3 separate regions of the Zea mays genome follow, and regions 2 and 3 are each linked to region 1. Evidence: chromatin contacts called from public Hi-C data. All regions are on one chromosome and are shown on one strand. Each heading gives the region's core, a stretch centred on a gene start, on an enhancer-like site or on the middle of the called end of the contact. The rest is flanking DNA. Distances are from core to core; before and after follow the strand shown. Region 1 holds the start of LOC100274617. Region 2 holds the start of LOC100193576. Region 3 has its middle 18 kb from the start of LOC100193576.

Evidence for each region. A called contact is a pair of places that touch in the nucleus more often than the background predicts.
Region 2: a contact with region 1 is called in a Hi-C map of endosperm, with 3 times the contacts expected there. The contact joins the promoter of LOC100193576 here to the promoter of LOC100274617 in region 1. A contact is called at or near these places in 3 of 25 Hi-C or Micro-C datasets (ear, endosperm and tassel).
Region 3: a contact with region 1 is called in a Hi-C map of leaf, with 5 times the contacts expected there. The contact joins the enhancer-like site here to the promoter of LOC100274617 in region 1. A contact is called at or near these places in 3 of 25 Hi-C or Micro-C datasets (endosperm, leaf and tassel).

Annotation. Positions count from the first base shown.
Region 1 is chr4:186,181,068-186,184,120 of Zm-B73-REFERENCE-NAM-5.0, reverse strand. LOC100274617 reads left to right here and starts at 1,536. Exons shown (of 2, transcript NM_001148961.2): 1 at 1,536-2,014; 2 at 2,661-3,034. The coding sequence starts at 1,713. The coding sequence ends at 2,832.
Region 2 is chr4:186,358,887-186,361,939 of Zm-B73-REFERENCE-NAM-5.0, reverse strand. LOC100193576 reads right to left here and starts at 1,441. Exons shown (of 2, transcript NM_001138684.1): 1 at 1,126-1,441. The coding sequence starts at 1,258.
Region 3 is chr4:186,340,809-186,343,861 of Zm-B73-REFERENCE-NAM-5.0, reverse strand. No RefSeq gene overlaps it. Among protein-coding and RNA genes, the nearest start is that of LOC100193576, 18 kb to the left of the region's middle. Within about 2 kb of position 1,616, at least 6 of the 20 cell types and tissues checked have an H3K27ac peak or open chromatin away from gene starts, as enhancers often do. A contact at or near this core is called in endosperm and leaf, where this site is marked.

The sequences.
Region 1 (3,053 bases), core at 287-2,786:
GGTGTGCAGACCCATGGCAGACCGGAAGGGTGCATGCTGAGGTGAAATACCCGGCTTTTCCTTCCATTGCCCTTGGTGCGTCGCAGCGTGCCGGGTGGGTTGGCACTGCAGCCAAGGGTCTCTGAGAGTTCATGCATGCTGCCTTTATTTGTTGCAGGGGCGGACCTACAGGGGGGTCCGGGTGGGCCCTGGCACACCCTAAGCCAGGCCCACCAGGGACCCCACCCGGCCACCTGGTTCGCCTGTTCAGCTGACGCCCGACGTTCCCTCCCGAGCGTTCGGCTAATGGGCTTCCTGTTCCCAGTTCCTGGCGAGTGCACTGTGCGCGGTTGTTCCTCAGTTCCTGGCGGCTGGCGTATGGCCACCAGCATCCTGCTCAGTCGGCTCCAAAGCCTTCACCCCTCCGGTCCTGCAAAGGTTGCAAGTCTGCAACGCATCTTGCTCGGTCTTCAAGACTTCAAGCAACTACATCTTGCAACGGCATCCTGCAAGGCTTGCATGCAACGCCTACTGCCTGCGCTCACTAACGCTCGCGCGGAGGTGCCCTTCCCCGCGTACAGGTGTGCGCAAGTACATCGCGCCTCTCGGCTGATTCACTAGTGACTAAAATATGAAGAAGCAGGAAGATATTGCCTTTTTTTCAATCATGCTGCTAAGAAACATAAGTTTATTGTGTCGACACTAAAAAACAAGAGGAAGAGAGAATAAATGAAGAAATTATTGTGAATCCAATGGTATCTGCACCACCACCGCCAACACTTTATGATGCCAGCCGTCTTCCACATGATCCAAGTGAAGGCAACATATTGCAAACTACCATGCTAATGATCATGATGCAATTCGAAGAGCATATATTATTATTATTAGAGATCCATTTCAACCATTTGCACATAAATTCCCAAATAGGAAAATTGAAGATAGAGATCGTCATTTTAATTTTGTTGTGGCACACCCTATATAAAAATCCTATCTGAGGTGCTGTTTGGTTCAAAAAATGTAACGCAAATGGTAATGGTAATGGTTTCGGCTCGATTACTGGCGGTAACAAATTTGAATAGGCTGGTATCAAATTTTAGTGTGGTATCTGATTACGGTTGGACTAAAACAAACATGATTTAACGTTATCCGTTACCCATTACGTTACAAATATGTGAACCAAACGGCACCTGAATTCTTTCCTACTTCGATTGGATGGTCCCAAACTGTATCATAGCAATCGATAGTCCCCTGTTGTCCTATCCCGTGTCCAATATGTTTATTTATGATAAAAAAAGCAGGCCTTGCAACATACGCAGCGCAGTGATACAAAAGTATTTGCGCAGCTGCTGCCACTGTCAGATGCACATTGCCCACAACTGGCGCCCGACACAGCACAGCACAGGTGTAAACAGCAGAATTTACAGCCGGAAGCCGTAAACCGCGGGTTAAAAGTCACAGACGGCGGACCATTTCGCGCGCCAGATGGAAGCATCCAAGAGATTCTTTCTGGGGCAACAAATCGGTCGGTCCAGACCAGATCCCAGATCCCATGCGTTGCTCTGCTCCGCAGCTCCGCTCCGCCTCCTTTTTATGCGCCGCTCCTCCGCAAAACCCCTCCTCCCCCGCACGGCCGCACCCACCAGTCTCCCTCGCCCCTCCGCCACCACCTCTCCAAATCTCGCCCATCTCGAACCACAGCGCGCGGAGGGCCGCGTACAGGAGAAGAGGGGGGTATGGAGCCCGCCGAGCGAATCGAGTCCGGTACGGCGCTGGGGAAGCGGCCGAGGAGCAGGGCGCTGCCGCGGACGCCCAGCATGGTGACGGTGCCGTCGGCGGCGAAGCAGGGGCGCCAGGAGCGGCGCGCCGCCTCGCTGCCGGCTGCCGGCACTGGGACGGGAGCCGCTGGCGCCATGCCGGTGGGTTACTGTTACTACTACGGCGGCTCATTCGCCGCGGTGGAGACGGCGGCCTTCTTGAAGGCGTGCGGCCGATGCAGCCGCCGCCTCGGGCCCGGCCACGACACCTTCATCTACAGGTTGCTCCAATCCGTCCGTCCGTCTTTTCACGCTGCTTTTACGTGGGACTGCAACTTTTCCACTCTAGAGTTGGGGGGGATTATTGCGATCTCTTCCGGTCTATCGGATTACTGTGCTCCGTGTCCAAGTCCTTCGATTCCTTTTGCGAATTAATTAATTAATTGCCATCCGATCCATTCCATCACCACTCGACACGTTCGTTCTAGCTAGTTCGTGACTTCGTACCGGGGGATTGTGTGAATCTAATTCCCCCCCTGTTTTATTTATTTTACTGGGAGGAATATTTGATACGAATCTTCCTTCCGCCGCCCTGTCAATTCTTCTGTCGCGAATAACTACTAGTTCGATGCATCATGTAGGTGCGCATATTTTACACTAGCGAGTACATCACTCTACTCCAAGTAGACATACTATACTAGGTGACCAATCATATGAGTTGTTGGTTGATTGTGATATGTAAGCATCGCCACCTGGAACCATCCAATCCAACCCATCAGTTCTTTAATCAGCTGTCACAATCCCAAATCTACCGCAGGGTTTTTTTTAAAAAAATCCCCCCTTGGATCATGGAGTAGAAGGTTAAGATTTGTTAAAAAGATGGTGCAAATGACATGATAGTTGGATCCTGTTGTCCGCGTCGTGCAGGGGCGAGGTGGCGTTCTGCAGCCAGGAGTGCCGGGAGAAGCGGATCGAGTACGACGAGCGCATGGAGAAGACCTGCTGCTCACTGACCTCCATCAAGGAGGCCCCGTCCGTGTCCGGCGCCAGCGGCTCCGACCAGTCCGGCAGCGGCGGGGAGACCGTGGCCGCCGCCTAGCCGGGGTGGCCTTGGAGGTGCAGTGCAGCGACGCCGGATGGATCGATCGGCCCGGTAGTTTCTGCCATGCCAGAGCGTCTGTGCATAGTACAGCTCTGGCTCTGGGTTCCGGCAGTGATGAATGCGTCAGTGATTTTATTATCAGGTGATTGATGCATGTAACTCTGGAAACATGGCGTTCTATTCTATGTCGAAACAAAAGAAAAAGAAAAAAAAGGAAA
Region 2 (3,053 bases), core at 192-2,691, 180 kb before region 1:
CCTTTGTTTCCATCAGTTCCACCTATGGTGTGTGATATATACTGTTTCCAAAGTTGTGCTCTTTCCCTCTTCTGCCACAAATTGGCAATTGACATTCACAGTTGAAGACTCCATACCACATAAAGTAAGAACGGAAAGTATCCACTAACTGCTAATATGGCACAGCCAGTTCTAGGATTCTGTATACACCAAAAAGAAAATAGAATATGGCATAGCCAGTTACAGGTTACTTCTTTTAAGCTAAAAAACCAATATGCAATCATAGGATACTAACGAAGCTAGCTAACTACTAGCTAGCTAAAAGTTAGCTCTTGTGCATCCAAACAGGAGAGCTAATAGTTGAGTTAAATTTTTAGCCAAATTTCCAACTAGCTGTTGATTAACTAGTTAGACAGTTTTTAGCCCAACAAGTAACTAGCCCTAGCTTAGACTGACTCCAGCGGGAGTCTGTAGAGCGTCCCCTAGAGAAGATTTCCTCCTCTATATGCTTCACCGGTGTCCTCTTCCATCCTCTCTATATATAGAGAGACTCTCATCTCTTCTCATCTATCTATTTAAGGGTATAATAAATAGGTACGTAAAAAATCTAGAATAAAATATGTCTTTAATGTGTGTATTTAATTTGTGGAGGATGAGATATAGAAGATGTTGGATAAGAATGAGATATAGAGGAGAGAATCTTTTAGTGAGTATGTTAAGGAGGGATAGTTGAAGCATCCAAACAGGCCCTAATCAGTGAATATGGCATAGCCACTAGAAGCATAATGCTGAAGCTAATACTAATTGAATAAGCATAGCCAGCTCTAGGACTAGGCTGAAAAAGAAAATTGAAGCATAGTTTCCCACTACTCAACTGTCCATGCATCCAGAAAACAAAAGCAAATCAAGGATACCACGAGCAGCCATTCGCCACAAGCAAAATAACATGAGGTAGGAGAAAGACTCGCACTCGTGAGACATGAGCACAAAGCGCAAAAGAAGCAATTAGCAATACATGATCCAAGAAACTCGTGACACGGGGAATACCCCTGCACCTAAATTACAAAAGCGTCCGTAGCTTGTCAGCAGATCGGGACGGCACAGGCGTGTACGCTACCAAATCAACAAGCCTCATCAGTGCCTCACCTTGCGGCCACCGAGCGAGGATGAACTCCTTGAGCGAGGAGACCGTGGTGGAGGGATCGTACTTCGTAGGCCCGATATCCGTGCCGTCGAAGAGACGAAACCTGACCTCGATCGGCTCCTTCCCGCTGGCCATATCCTCCCCGCCAGATCGCCGCCGAGGCGCCCACCGCACCTCCTCTTCCCAAGATCCACGAAGCCCCGGATCAAAGGCCCATAGGAGGCAGGAGCAGGGAAGCGGGAAGAAATCCACAGAAACACGCGCAAGCTGGGAATTTGACGACGAATTCTTGCTTCCGCGTGGGGTGAAAGCGAGGGGGCGACGACTCGGTGGGGGGATGAGAGCCAGGGAGGAGAGAGATACGCGGTAGTGGGCAGGCTTCCTCCTCTCGGTGTATTGACGGATACGCCCAAGCCGAAATTTTTAATTGCGGTTTTGGCATCGAGCCATTGGTGATGATGGAGCGTGAAAGCGAGTGGCGATGCCGAGGCCGAGGGCGAGGCAGAGCGAGGGATTCTATGCGCGGCGCGAGGCGGGCAGTCAGCAGCAGCAGGAGGAGGAGGAAACAGACCGCCGGCCGGGATTCGACGTCGGCGATGGCTTCTATCTCTGGCGTTTTGACCGCCCTGGGTCTCGTCGCCTTCTTCCCTGTTCTGTACTGCTGCCGTAGACCGTAGTCATGGCTTTTTGGCATCCTATGTGGAAACAGGCCGAACTTGTTTTCCATTTCAAAATAAACAGTCAAACAAACATGCACGACAATCCAATGACGCATTGCTCTGGGAGAAAGTTTCAGACCTGCATACTGCCGACTAGGTTTTATTTAAGACTGTATTTTATTCTCGTCTTATGCTGACTCAAGAAGATTAGTCTAGATACCTTGAAAATTGAAATGGTAAAAAAAAAAAGCAAATCGTTCTTGATCACACGACTGCAGACTGCTCCTTAATTTCAATCTTCAGAACCACCACACGCCCCCTGATCCGAACGCCTCAGGTCCCCTTGAGTAGCATGACGAGCACAGTGTATTTTTCCTGGCTGGCCGAAGGCCAATCATCCAATCGACATCTGCATTCCACTGGGGAATGGATTATCATTAGCTGGCCACTATTATTCCAGGCAACCAACGCATAGATAGAGTTACCGCCATTTGGTGATCACGCGGTGTACTTTCTCTTGCACACCAACCGGAACGGCTTAACATCCAGTTTTCCTGGCAATGATCTGCACGAAGTCACAGGCACATGCAAAAATAATAGTCCAAGGAACGCGGCACTCAAATGAATTTCCAGGCGAAAAAGAATCAGCAGTTTTGTAAAATAGAACGACTAAACAGCACACGGAGTATAATCCGGTCTAAAAAAAGAAGGATATTGTGAGGACAGCTAAGGCATGATAATTGTGCGGGACAAAAATGATTGGCAGACGACGTCCTCATGGACTGATGGTACTAAACCCAACACACATCGATACAATTTTTTTAAAAGAAAATTGGGTTTTCTATACAAGGGCTAAAAATTTTCAGCTGAATCGTTGACGCATTTGCTACCAAATATTCAGTGGTGGTGGTGGTGGACTGGTGGTGACGGTGACAGTTCAAGTTTTTCTTCGAGAAAAATTAAGCACATGCTGGAAGAACTGCAGAGTAATAGTGCGATGGCGCCAATTGCATTTCTCGGCTTCGATTATGCTGCCACCTGCAATTTACAGCAAATCAATCAACATAGGTATGTTTGGTTTTATTTTTATTTCGGAAGAGCTTTTCTGTTGGAAGAATCTGTTACGTACGGAGAAACATAAAAGAATCTACAAGGTTTAGAGTATAGAAAGTGACAGTTTCCACTATCATAACGACTCGACTGATCTGTGTTTACGTTGATTTTGGATAGTTTTGATTAAAGTGATTCAAAATCCTATATGTTAACAATCT
Region 3 (3,053 bases), core at 367-2,866, 160 kb before region 1:
GGTGCGCCAGACCAGGGTGCCTTTCGGGTTGCCTTTTGCTCTCTTGTTTGAACCCTTTTCTTGGTCTTTTTATTGGCTTATTGTGAACATTTGGCACATGTAGAACTTATAGACTAGAGCAAACTAGTTAGTCCAATTATTTGTGTTGGCAATTCGACCACCAAAATCAATTAGGAAATAGGTGTAAGCCTAATTCCCTTTCACTAATACTAAAAAAAATAAAATAATAGATTTAGATCTAGTAAAATGTAACAAATATCCAAAAATCTCAAAAACATTCTAACTAATGGCTAGATGCTTTTTGAAAGCTTCCAGCAGCAAAAACGTAAGACACAACCAGCATTAATACATTAACCATGAACATATTTTTGGCGTGAAATGTTTTTTAAAACATTGTTTAGACATTAATTATAGTGATTTTTGGGAGTTTACCTTGGTTTGGGGGGTATTTTGTTGGAACTAAATCTATTTTAAAAAAAAAACTTCTAAATATGCTTTTAGGAGCTTTTAAATATTTTGTTTGGAGTTATCGTGTCTCAATCTATCTATAGGATTTTTATCGAATTTTTCTAAGCTTATAAACACCTTTTGTGGTTTAGAAATCTTAGGTATTTATCAAAAATTTATTAACTAAAAAAAAGGACCACAACGACAATAACTTAGTGTGATATAAGTTATTTCCAAATGGAGATAGCATCAGAATTTTATCTTCATTAAATGATATATATAACATAAGAAACTGTTGATGTGGCAAGAATTCAGTAAGTAGTGAGTGAGGGATATTTGTTTTCTAAAATGTGCAAAACTCTGCACTGTAATCCGGGATATACTAAAAACGAGCTCCGGTTGTTCTCTTCTCTGCAAGCAGGCAGGCGATCAGACTCAGCGCACCTGGCGCGACCCCGGCCGTTGGTTGACTCGTGGCCCGTGACCCAGCCGCCTATCACGAGCCCCCTCTCATTCAGAGCCTAACTCTGCACTGTGCGCGTTTCACGGTTTCAGTATCCAAAGCTGCAGTCTTGTTCATCGACGAGGCCGGACTTTGGTGGCGGATGAAGCGGGTCGATCAAACCTTTTTCATTTCAGATGGACACCGGCCTCGCGGGCGGATCAACAGCACCGACTCACCGTATCCTGCCACCTCAACATATGTTGATTGAGATTAATACTAGATTACTCAAACAAAACCTAACGGAGGGCAGCGATTCCAGGCTGCAGCTCATGGAGCCATCCGACCCAACGGTTGCTGCCACAACCGATGATGGCATGGCGTTTATCCGTTCCATAGCGATCCATCCTGCGCAACATGGTCCGTCCGATCGTTGAGGGCAGGTGCGAAACGACGGAGGGAGAGGGACGGCGGGCTATTAATTGGCCGGGCGCACGGGCGTTTTGCCAAAGCGCCCGGCGAGGCGTCTCGTCACGAACGCTCGGGCGCCCTCGGCTTCCTGACTTCCCGGAGATAGATAGAAGAGCGACCGCGACGTCGCTCGCGACCCGGCCCACGCCACGTATAAAAACGCTCGCCGATCTCCCCTCCCACCTCCTCGGAACACCACGCGCTCGACAAGGGCTCTTCTTCTCCTCGCCCGCCCGCCCGGCCGATCGACTTAGGCGAGCTATATATCCATCCATCCACCGGATATCATCCGACCAGATTTTATTAGTATCCGATCCGCCCGACCATGCTGCTGTTCGCGCCCCACCCCGCCGAGAAATTCAGCGCCCCGATCTCCGGCCTCCGCTCCCTTCTCGCCCTGCCCGACGCCGCTGGCGGCACCCGCGCAGGGTGCGTCGTGACGCGGGCGGCCGTCGCCGCGCACGGCTGCGGGTGCGGCCATCGTGAGGACGTCAAAGAGAGACGCGACGACGGGATCTACCTTGGCCACGACGAGGACGTCGGGACAGCAAAGGAGGAGGAAGGGGAGAATGACAACATGGAAGCAAAGGTGAGGGACGAGGCGTGTGCGGAAGAGGAAGACGAGTTGGATGGATTCTGGGTATCGTACGGGCGGCGCCGCCCCAGGCGCCGGCTGCCCCCGCCCATCCCGTCGCTTGTCGCCCGCGGCGCGCTCAGGCGGACGCGCACCGACGACGGGAGGCTCGTCATCCGGATAGTGCCCGTCGTGCGGCCGGAGTGTATCCGCGCCCGCCGCGACCGCCGCGTCGAGAACGTGGGCAGTTCTCCGGTGATGCCGCCGCCGCCGCCGCCGCTTCGGGATTTGATGGCCGCCGCTCGGGAGGATGGCATCAGGATTAATGCTGCACGGGCGGACGACGGCGACACGGCCACCACGCCGGCCGCAGGAGAGGGCGTGCGCGACGTAGAGGACGTGGTGGCAACGCCCGCGGCGGAGGCGCAGCCGGCGGTGCCTCCGACGCGGGTCCGTGGGATGCTTCGTTGCAGCAGCTCGCTCCACCAGATGCCCAGCCTGAGGATGGTGCATTGAACGCCATGTTCGGATTGGCAGGGGAGGAGAAGTTTTGTAGTTTCGTGTGTGTGTGTGTGTAGCGCCATGTAAATAAGTGTTATATAAAAGCATGCTATAGTTTGGCGAATGGTGAAGACTGAAACTGAAGAGAGCAGCTACAAATCTTCAACGTGAGTTCCATGGCCGCGCCTCTCTATATATATGGTTGCCTGTTGGAACATGGTAAATCAAACCATTAATCTCCATTTTTACATTGAGCTTACCTCTACGGTATAGATAATGTGTAGATACCGTAGTACGTAATCACAACAAAAGAAATGATTTTTGGCGCCAACTAATATGAAATCAGCACTTAAGTGCAATCGTGCAAACAGTCTGTGTCGTCCCTCAGATGACCATCCGACGGTGGACTAATTAATTTGCAAAATGCTCCCTGTCCTCAAACAACATTGCACATTTTGACAATGGTCATTGACAAAGCTGCTTAAATGACAAGCTGTTCACACATTGCTAAACCGAAAGAACAACATCCAAGGTCTCTTGTAAGAAACACAGTTTTCCACCCCATTCGAATCTTCTTCCTCAACGGCTGCACTCACGGCAGTCGGCAAGCTTTACATT